Linked DNA regions of Triticum aestivum: region 2 is linked to region 1. A link is a contact called in public Hi-C data. All regions are on one chromosome and are shown on one strand. Each heading gives the region's core, a stretch centred on a gene start, on an enhancer-like site or on the middle of the called end of the contact. The rest is flanking DNA. Distances are from core to core; before and after follow the strand shown.

What was found. Hi-C and Micro-C count contacts between places; a contact is called where the count stands out from the background.
Region 2: a Hi-C map of leaf shows a contact between it and region 1, with 5 times the contacts expected there. The contact joins the promoter of LOC123137784 here to the promoter of LOC123139339 in region 1. A contact is called at or near these places in 3 of 5 Hi-C or Micro-C datasets (all in leaf).

The regions. Positions count from the first base shown.
Region 1 is chr6B:522,663,650-522,669,338 of IWGSC CS RefSeq v2.1, forward strand. LOC123139339 (GATA transcription factor 5) reads right to left here and starts at 4,016. Exons shown (of 4, transcript XM_044559141.1): 1 at 3,708-4,016; 2 at 1,927-2,190; 3 at 1,498-1,791; 4 at 306-1,400. The coding sequence starts at 4,016. The coding sequence ends at 642.
Region 2 is chr6B:522,853,716-522,858,994 of IWGSC CS RefSeq v2.1, forward strand. It overlaps LOC123137784 (kinesin-like protein KIN-7C), which reads left to right and starts at 3,836. Exons shown (of 14, transcript XM_044557629.1): 1 at 3,836-4,131; 2 at 4,697-4,990. The coding sequence starts at 4,744.

The sequences.
Region 1 (5,689 bases), core at 2,766-5,265:
CCGTGGCCTAGTCTACTGGTTCCGCTTTGAATGCAGCAGTAATTCGGGTGTCGTAGATGGAACTGTTCGTACCCTATGTGCGGTGGCCATTAATCAGATCAGATACGAGTTTGCAGTAATGACGAAGGGCCGTAAGCTGCAACTCCTTGGGTAGATTTGGCACAGGCACGCTGATGTGAAGAGGAAGAGGGGAATCCACGCCATGACACTACTACCAGACATGGTATTCTTCCGGAATCGTTGGCAGCTTCCTTGAAAGAAAAACAAGGCCGCTAGCTAGCTAGCTTCTTGCTTCACACCAAAGATAACCCAAGGATGGACATTGCCACTTCTGCCCCTCGCATGATTCAAACAACTTCGAAAGCTTTCTTCCCGAGGCTCCACTAAAAAGGCGCCACTTCTACGGCAATATCCTAACAGACCAAAGCTAAACCCGAAAGCTTAGTAGAGCAGTGGTAATCCCTGCACCTAACACGACCTAATAGACTTCTACTAAAACTACTTTCTAACAAGTTCTTTCTAGTAGTAGGGCAACAACTAAATAGAGGACGCCAAGAAAAATCCAGGAGGAGTACGTTACAACAGACTAATCAACGACACGGCCGAAAAAGATGTACACTAGCCGCCGCGGGGAGGGGCGGCTAGAACGAGGCCACGGCCGGCGCGGCTGCGGCCTCGATGACGACGGGGACGGGGTCCTTCTTGCGGCGCATCTCCAGCACCTTGCGGTGGGAGTTGGAGTGCAGGTTGCCCACGAACGTGGGGCTGCACGCCGGCCGGTACTCCGGGAGGAGCCGCCCCGACTTGAAGCGGACGCCGCAGGCGTTGCACAGCGTCTTGGCGCCCTCTGGCCCCGCGCGCCACTGGGGCGTCTTCTGCACGCCGCAGTGGCTGCAGCGCCGGTCGCCCTGCCCGGGCGGGGAGGCGGCGCCGCCCGACAGCTGCGGCGGGAGGTGGCTCTTTGGCTTGCGCCCGCGCTTCTTGGCCTTGTGCTTCGACTTCTTGCTCTTGCTCTTGGTGCGTGGCGGTTCGTCCAGGAGGTTGAAGGTGGGGGAGTCCATCAGGAAGAAGGACGACAGGGAGGCCGACGAGGAGCAGGAGGAGCTGGTGGCGGACGACGACGCCGAGTCGGATATGGACGCGCCGGAGAGCGACCATACGGTGGTGCCGCGCGAGCGCTTGCTGCGCTTCTTGGACCTCACCGGCACCAGCGCTTCCGTGGAAAGCGCGCATATGGTCGGGGTCCGCATAGGGTCCACGGCCGGCACGGTGCTTTCCTGCGGCTGGCGGTGCTGCGGTGGCCACGCCGCTGGCGCTGGGAGCTGCGGCGGCGGCGGGAGCTCTGCTTGCGAGTCGTCCATGATACCCGACACCCACTCCAGTTCCTCCGCGTCGTGGGCCTACACAGAAAGCACGCAAAAGAAATGAATAACGCTGGAAACCTAAAATAGCGCCGTCTGGCCGGAGAAAGGCAAAGAAAAAGGTGAAACGTCTTACCGGCAGGTCCATCTCCGGCGGAATAAGCGGCATGAGCTCGTAGGAGACCGCCGACGACCCGTGGGAGTCACTGCACTTTTCGTCCTCCTCGGCGGCCGGCGCCGTCTCGCAGAGGAAGCCGCCTTCCTTGTCCACCTCGCAGAGCTCCTCAAGGTCTAGGAGCTCCTCCACCGAGAAGCCGTCACCCAGCAGCCCGGCTCCCCACGGCGCCGGCCCAGCGACCACGGCGGCCGCCACCTCCTCGGCTGCCTCGCACGGCCTGAGGCTACTCCTCAGCGCGGACATCCTCTCCGCCTGAAACCGCACCCACAGAAAGCAGGAGAGCAAGCTCTCGTCAGTTCCCTCTAGAGAAGAGAACCACCTTCTCTCTTGCTAGAAACCGTCACACACACACACACACGTCTCAGCACAGAGAGGCTATGTATTTACCTGCAGGGAGCCGTGGTGGTGCGCGAACGACGACGACATGGCGGAGGCGGCTGCAGAGGAGTAGGAGGGGGAAAGGGTAGGGAGGGAGGCGTGGAGGAGGTGAGGAGCAGAGGAAAAGGCAGCGGCAGCAGGGGCGGAAGAGATGAGTGTCTGGTGGGTCATTGAATGGCTGCCAAAGTCCGTGTCCGCAACAAATGCACTGTTGTGTTGTTTTCTCCCGCTTTGCTCTCCCTCAATCACGTTGCTCCACCCCATTTCTTTTTCCTGTCAAAAAAAAAACAGAATACTACCGGTCAATAGTCATATATATATTCTTACTCCATTCGTTATGATGCTTTTGGGTGCTAGTTCCCGGATGAATATATATTAAAAAAATGTGCGTGTGTGTGGTGGGGGTCTATTAAAATATTTAGCTGACAGATGTAATGATACCATTTCACCACCTGATCTATGTAAATAGGTATTATTTTCTACCCCCTCCGTCCCATAATATAAAAGTGTTTTTAACATTATATTAGTGTTAAAAATATTCTTATATTATGGGACGGAAGGAATACATATTACAGCTTAATAAACATGTTGCCGAGCATCTCTAAGCTTGACTCATGCCGATATTGCCACTATTTTTTGTAGTGGTTTATTTTAAGTGAAGTGATGCTTTTTCTTTTTTTCTCTTATCTGACAGTCTCCTTTCCGAAAATACATGTACTCCCCGAAATGAGCGAATCTAGAACAGATTCGCGCACTGCGCGCGGCAGCAGTTTATTCGCCGGGGCAGTTTGTGTGATTATATTATTTTGCTTGCAACTTTTGCGTCGGTGAGTAAGCCGGTTGGGGCGATTGATTACTACGGGTTGCACAGGGGCCGGTGTGGACTCGTGATGGGCCTGCGGGTCCTTTCCCTCTGTTCGTTGGGAGCAAATACTGTTTCGAAAAATCTGAGTTGTTCGCCGCTTCAGATCGTGCTGAAGTTATTTTCAAAAAAAAAAGATCGTGCTGAATTATTATTATTTTTAAAAAAGGGCAAAACAGTGAATTTGTCCGCTTCAGGCGAGTAATAAACCATCGCGTCAAGCAATGCCGTGCTCGCCATGTTCGGTGTTTATTCGTTGCCGTTGTGGTGCAAGCAGCATGCATCGCGTGTGCAATAACTAATGAAATCACAAATTCGGCTTGCCAAATCGGGTTAACAAATCTTCTGCTCCATATTTGACCGAGTGGAGATCTGTTTGGATAGTACTAGTAGGGTATGTAGAACCGTCTATCAAGGTGTATTAAGATGTACCAAAACACATCAATAGGGTAAACACTAGTAGATTGCAATGTCATGGACACTTGCAAACCAACCTATGGTTGGATGGTTAGAGGGACTGTGGTATCCCCAACCCACCAGGTTCAAATCCTGATGCTCGCATTTATTCCTGAATTTATTTCAGGATTTCCGGCTATGCGCATTCAGTGGGAGGAGACGTTCCCGTCGACGACGAAGCGTTTATGGTAACTTCGTAAATCTCAAAATGATATGTCGGCTCAGTCTTTCGGAGGTGCTCATAGGGGTAGGGTGTGCGTATGTCTGTTCATATGGGTGAGTGTATGCGCGTGTATATGAGCGCTTTGTGTATGTACTGATGTTCAAAAAAAAAATATCATGGACACTTAGATGTTGTCGTTGTGAATTTGCACCAAAATATGTTTGTTGCGCCATGAAAAATCAAGGATCTTAACAAGGTCTTTGAGTCAATGAAACCTATCCTATAATTGTAGTGCAGTGAAAAAGCTACCACTCTGGATAAATGCTGCTCCTCCCTCTGTCGCTCCTCCCTCTGTCGCTCCCGCGGGCGGCAGGGGAGGAACCCTAGCCGCCCCCCACCAGCAGTCCTCCTTCTCCTCCTCCCTCCTCGCCGCCGCCTGCTCGCGCTGGCGGGCAAAGCCCGGCGGCCGGCAGGGCGATTTCTCCCCCTTGCGTGGTGGGGCTGCCGCGGGCAGATCCAATCAGGTCGGGGCGCGTCGTGGTGCGGGACGGCGCGGCGGTGCTGTGGAGGCGACTGGCGGCGGTGCTGGGCGTCTCCTGGTGGTGCGGAGGGCTGCATGGGGGCGGTGGAGCGCACTGGTGTCGCGGGATCCAGGCGGCGCGGGAGGTGGGCTCTCTTACGTTGGTCGCGGTGGGGCGTCCTTGGTCAGGTCCGGCCGGACCCGACTCCGATGTGCTTCGTCATGGTGCGGGAGGTGGCGGCGGGGCTGGGGCGCAGGCTGCGCGTTGGCTGGCGTGCTCGTGGCGGCGGCGGCTCCCGGTTTGGGATCTGGCGCAGACGGGCGGCGCGGGGGCGGGCTGCGACCTCAGCGGCGCACCTCAGCCGCTGCAGGGCGGCTCGGGGCTGTCCCTCGGGGTCCCGGCATGGATGTGGGCTGCCACGGCGTGGTGGTGGCTCACGGCGGTGGTTTGGGTCGTTTCACGGCGGCGGACGGACATCTCCGGCGTCGGCCCGTCGGGAAGCGGCTTGTTGTGGCCTTCGATTCCTCTCCTCGGCGTTCGGACGCTACCTTCGTCAAAGGGCTGGCCCTCTCCCAGCTGCGGTCCATCGCCTGTCTCGCGTCTGGTGCTGCGGGACTGATCTCGTCTCGTGCCCGGCAGTAGGACCGAGCTCGTCTCGCGCCCGGCAACAGGACCGATCTCGTCTCGCGCCTGGCAGCAGGACCGACCTCGTCTCGCGTCCGGCAGCAGGACTGAGCCCGTCTCGCGCCCGGTGCAGCAGGACAGGTCTATGGAGGCCAGTTTCGGCCGACCTCTTGGGTCTCGGCGATGGGGGTCGCCCAGGGGTGCGAAAGACGGGACCTTTCCACTCGTCTCTTTGGTTGGAGTAGCGGCGGGTCTCGGGTGAGGTGGTGTCAAGGTCTTTGATGCCAGGGCGGCGGCCCTGGTGGTGGGAGCGCGGTGCTCACGGGCAGAGCCCGTGGCTTGGTGCTGCCTGGTGAACCATGGCCTTGTGGGCGGCATGGTTACCTGGGTGTGACGTTCGGTGGTGGTGATTGTTGGGCGGGGTGAAAACCTGCTCTATCTTTGGACGGACCGGCGGCGGCGACTCACTTCCTTCTTGAAGGCGTCGTCGCGGCCTTCATTGCCCGTTGTGTTTCTCCAGGGGAAACCCTGACCCTCGTGTCGGGCGGTGGCGGCGCTCCAGTGTCGTTCCCTTTCTGAAGGCGCCGCCTTGAAGCACACGGTTCGCCATATGCGGCTTCACCTCTTAGCGGTGGCGTGGTCACGGCCGAGATCTCCGGTTGCTCTTGTAGTGTTAGGGGTGGTGTTATTGCGCACAGCATCTTTGTATCCTGCCTTGGATGTGTGTGTTGTGTTGGCGTGCGTTTGTACCGGATTTGTTGATGATCTTTGCTTTATATATAAAACGGGGCGAAAGCGTTTTTCGATAATTATAGTGCAGTGAAGTCATGCAGAAAAACTTTTATAGAGAACTCCTACAATGAAACACAAATCAAACAAATTATCAAGAGAAGATCATAATGATCGCATCCTCTAAAATTACTGTCCTAAATGTTAAAAATTTAACGTCAGCTTTTCAGCTGCGAATCAAAGTGCATCTACATGATCTCTTAAAAGATCTCACAAGATATGAATGTTGCATGTGATGCACTTGGATAGTGCATTAAAAATAAACACATTATTTTTGGAGGAATGAAGGGAGACAACATAGACAAAGATGGGGTGCATTGGATCGCTAAAAAAATGAGGCTCGAAACACATGGAGGA
Region 2 (5,279 bases), core at 2,586-5,085, 190 kb after region 1:
AACCGCCTACCGGCACCGACGCCCAGGACTTGCCCGTCGCCGGAGATGCGGAGGGAGATGGGCCGGGAGAGGGAAGGAGGAGGAGGAGGAGGCGGATGCCACATGGACGGCACTAGAGCGCGGCTTATATAGCCACGATCAAGCCATGCGAAGGGCCGGTCAGCCGCTTCAATGCGGCGCAGAGGCCGGAGTTGGTTCCTTGAGAACCTGCGTCCGCATTGAAGCGGCGGCTGCCGAGATGTCGTGTCGGTCAGCGCTGCCCGCCCTCACTCCGGTCACATCGCGGCATCAATGTCAGCTTCCACATGCTTTGGACCGGCATGAATGCAGCGCGGTAAGCGACACTTGCATAGGAAGGAAAGCACGGGGCGGGCGGGTGAGGGTTTTTTGGTAGGGCAGGTCGGTCAGAAGTGGGCGTGGGATCGGTCCGGACTCCTGCAAATCTCCTCACGTTTGTCTCCAATTTGCGGGAGAAATCGCGTCCGGATCACGCCGTGAACCGATACAGGCCCACGTTGGATGACCTCCGCTGCCCGGGCAACACGTTTCGAACGCATGCGGAGGTTTGCGGGTCGGCGTTGAAGATGCCGAAAGTGCGGTATAGTAGGATTGAAGACCTTTTTTGCACCGTGAAAATAACTAATTTTCGAACTTATATCTTAACAAATGGATAAGTTGACTCCAGAAATTATGCATTGCGGACACGGTTTTCCATTTTATTTTATCGCCTGAAGAAACTTCCAAGAAAAAAACAACTAATTTTGGACTAAACTTAACATACGGATAAAGTTGACTTCAGATATTCCGCAATAAAAAGAAGGCACCATATGATACATTAGCCGATTGTCTAGAATAAACCGTTCGCGTTTATATAAAATAACAAGAGGCCAAATTATAGCCGTTGTTAAGGTGGTGTCGGCTGAAGCTAGAGCTGCACACCCTCAATCATACTCGTACGTTAGGGCATCTCCAGCCGCGCCCCCAACAGGCCTTCCCCAGACGATTTTGTCGCCAGCAACAAAAAAAAGGCCCCAGTCGCGCCCCCAGAAACCCGTTTTTCACCGGCTCGGGCCAAAACTGGTGCCGACAGACCTAGGCCGAACCCGGCGCCCTGGGGGGCGCTTGGGGAGCCGGCGCAAGCGAAAAGGACGCATGGGCCCGCCCTGGAAGCGACCCGAGGGTCTTTTCCCGCCGTTTCTTGACGCTTTTCCCTCGCATCTCTCCCGCTCGCTCGCCTTCCTCCCGCCATTCTATCCCTTTCTCCCGCTCACTCGCCTTTCTCCCGCCAAACCCCCTCCCGCTCGCCGCGAAGAAGCACGCCATGCCGCCGAAGAAGTACGCCATGCCGCGCGCGGCGGCAACCGTGGCCCGCCATCGAAGCCACCGGGCCCGTCGAACGCCGAGTGAAGGGTGGAAGTTCAGTGGCGCGAAGCGGTCACCGCCGACAAGCGGAACATGGCCATAGCCAAGAAGGCCCGCGGCACGCGCGGTGGCGTCTTCCTCATCGGTCGACCAGGCGGGGAAGAATCCACCCGTCGTCGGCCAGGCCCAGTACGCGCCCTGGGGGCAGCAAGGCGCCGGATCTCCATGGGGTTCATCATCGCCCGGCTACGCCGACGGCGACGCGCATGGCGGGTTCAACCCAAACGCGACCTTCCCTCATGGTCACCCCGCTACGCGCACGCCATCGCCCGCCTTCGTCGGCGTGCAGTACCCTCCATACAACTACTCGCTGCCCGCCTCCTATGCGTCCACACTGACGCCCCATCTCTACCGCGGACCACTACCCTTCTCGCACCTCGGTGACACCGACGACACAGGAGCCGACATGGACGACATCATCGCGACAGGATCGACCGCGGCCGCCGAGTCTCCCGGGTTCGCCACCCAGGACGAGGTAGTGGACCTCAACGGCGACATGGAGGCCGAGCTCGGCCACGTCTACGGCGACGACGCGCAGGAACCCGAGGAGGAGGAGGACGAGGAGGAGGAGGAGGAGGAACCGGCTCCTGTTCCGACGAAGGGGCGCCAGAAGAAGAAGAAGCGGGCGGCTAGGTCAGGCGAACCGCGCATCAAGTGGACGTCCAAGGAGGAGGAATGCCTCGCCGAAGCATGGAAAGTCGTCTGCCTCGACCCGACCACCGACGCGAACCAGAGTTTGGACACGTACTGGGACCGCATCAAGGCCGAGTTCGACGAGCAAAAGCTCGTCGACCCCTACTTCAAAGGCGTGTACATGCAGCGCGGCTCCAAGGCGATGGCGAACCATTGGGGGCGTATCCAGTTGGCGTGCAACAAATGGCATGGAATCGTCGAGGAGGTCGCGGCTCGCCCGGAGAGCGGCGCCAGCATTGAGGATCAGGTACGCACGCCGTTCGCCCGCATATCTTCGTCCCCTACGCCCGCCGCCCGCCAACTGTTTGTCTCTCCGCGCAGCTGCTGCGTATGTTCGCCATGTATCGGGGCGACAACCAAGACGCCGACTTCAAGCACCTCCACGTCTACAAGCGCATTGACAAGTGCGAGAAGTGGGCGGAAGTCCGGCGTGCCCTCGATAAGGCCAAGGAGACATACAAGCCAGACGCGTCGACTCCGGGCGCGTCAGAGGGACGGCCGGACGGCCACAAGTTGGCAAAGAAGGGGAAAAGCGCCGACGCGGCAACCACGCGAGTGCAGGAGTCCATCGAGCATTGCCTCGCCGACGCCCAGGCTCGGACCGTCCTACGCGAATAGAAGACCAAGGCGCGGTGGTCGTCGCTTATGAAGAACAACGCCATCAAGCTCGACTTGCTCCGGACGAACGTCGCCGCGAAGAAGAGGAACACCGACATGGCTTTTCTGATGAGCGGGGCGGACATGCTCCAGAGCAACGACGAGAAGCTCAAGGCGTGGTACCTGGTGCAGCGCGGCCTCATCCTGAACGAGCTGCCGACGGCAACGCCGACGACGCCGATGACGCCCACGATCACACGGCGCCAAGCCCGGACGGCGCCTCTACATCGCCGCCCAGCAGTGCCGAAGCCGCGCCGACGCAGCCCTGCGACGGAGCAGGTCCGGCACCGACGAGCCCGCGCACGCCGACTCCGCCAACGCCTGGAGCCGACCAAGCCGAGTGATTCGTTGCGCACGGCGCCCCTCTGTTTTTTGTAACGCCAGACTACGTCCGACCGCCGGATTTGCGGCGTCTTTTGAGAACGGGAACGACCAAGTTTGAATTTCCCGCATCCTGGGGCCGGCGCGTGGGGGACGTGACTGGGACCTAGGTCGCCCCCAGGGACCGAACTAGCGCCGGCACGCCTCAGGCCGCTCTATTTAGGCGCCCTGGGGGGCCAAACGGCTGGAGATGCCCTTAGTGGTGAGCAATTCTCCGATGTTCACCGGCCACCTTCAGACGCGGTCCACCGCTCACTATAGTCAGAACGGCCAAGCATTTGAATTTGCTCGCCGCACTGTCCGTCTGTCCCCCGCACGAAATTTCCACGCCGCATTAACTTGCCGAGATAAATACACGGCACGTATCATGGATGTTCCCTTCTTTACTCCCCCGGCATCCCTTGTCCCGTCCCTCGTACGTATCCGGTTCTGCGTGCGCTGAGATTTCGGCAAGCATACCATCCGAGTGATTCATTACTCTTGGATCGATTTCGCTACCAGTAGCTGCTTGCTCGTACGTACAATACGGCGCAGTATACGGGCGTACAGCGTTTGCGAATACGTGCAGTGGAAAGCACTTAACTGAAACAACATATATAAAACATAAAGGGCCTGCGTGCAAAAGCGCCCACTAAGCAAGATCATTGAAAACGATCCCCGGGAGAGAGGGGACAGAGGAATCCAAGCAACGGTCTCCTGGGGTTGGCAGAAAGAAAAAGAAAAAAAAAAGGAAAAAAAGATCGAGCCACCGTCTCCCACACTCCTGACCCTTCTCTCCCCCAAATCGATCGTCGTGGGGAGCAGTCGCACGCGGTGAGGTCGGCGCCACTCCCAGACCCCCCCCCCCCACCTCACGACTCCAAAACCCCCCACTCCCCTGCGAATCCCCCGCCAGAAATCGCCCGAGCCATGGCCGCCGCCGTCCGGAGAAACGTCGCTTCCTCGCCTGCCGGAGCCGCCCGTCTTCGCCAAGCCTCGGTATGTTATTAATAACTCACCCGCTTTTCCTTTATTATGCTATTGCTTGAGCATTACTGGTCACCAGAGGGGAGGAGAGGAGAGGAGAGGAGAGCTGCTGTTGCGGCTGGTTGGTGGCGACGTCGATGTGAGCCTGCTGGGGCTACTGTTCCGGTTGTTAGGGAGTGCTTAGGTCAGGCGATTGCTTCGTGCAGATCTGCTAATAACTGCGAATTCCTCGGGAAGGAGGATGGTTAGCGTGACAGGGGCGCCATAGATTTGGCATTATCGGTGGTTCTCCGGTTGTATCCGGCCATCGGACATGCTAACCACTGTCCTGAACCCTGATGATGCGCGTAATTACTGGTAGCCAAGGGTCCACATAAAAATGCTTGCCTTCTCCTCCACCCGCAGCAGCAGCAGCAAGCTCGTCAACAGCCTTGCCCGGCACTCAAATCCACTGGGACAGGACAGATTCGTGCATCCCCTGCCGTGTTGGCTTCTTGTCTGCTTCTTCTTTATTCGTGTACGTATCATATGTGCCTTGCTTCTTGGCTGTGGTCTTATAATGGCGCATTTCTGGCAGATGGTGTAGGGAGAGGTGCTGGACGGGGCAGGTAAGTGGGAGAGCGAATGGGGGCGATTGGAGGCAACGAGTCCGTGCAGTGGGACAAGATGAATGGGGCGGAGGTGGTGAATGGCGGTGGGAGTGGCGCAGGAAGCCTGGATAGGATACAGGTGTTAGTGAGGGTGAGGCCGCTGAGTGACAAGGAGATTGCAAGGGGTGAGCCTGCCGAGTGGGAGTGCATCAATGACACCACCATCATGTTCCGGAGTACCTTCCCGGATCGACCCACGGCTCCAACCGCATACACATTTGGTTAGTGAGCTGTGTTCTGCTCTTTTCATGCTTACATCTTTTGTGTTTTTTCATTGCTCTGGTTCTTCAATATGGTTAATTAGTTTGTACTACTGCTTTTTGGGAACATTTTTCATAACACCTGATGTAGAGTACTACAACTGCTCTTAGAAGCAACACTCAAACATCATATTTCCCTACACAATTTCATGTATACTTGACGTTTATATCACTGCATAGTGATTATGGCTTTATCTATTGTTAACTTACTGTTTAAATCATTCCAATGTGTTCAATTGCTATGTAAGTA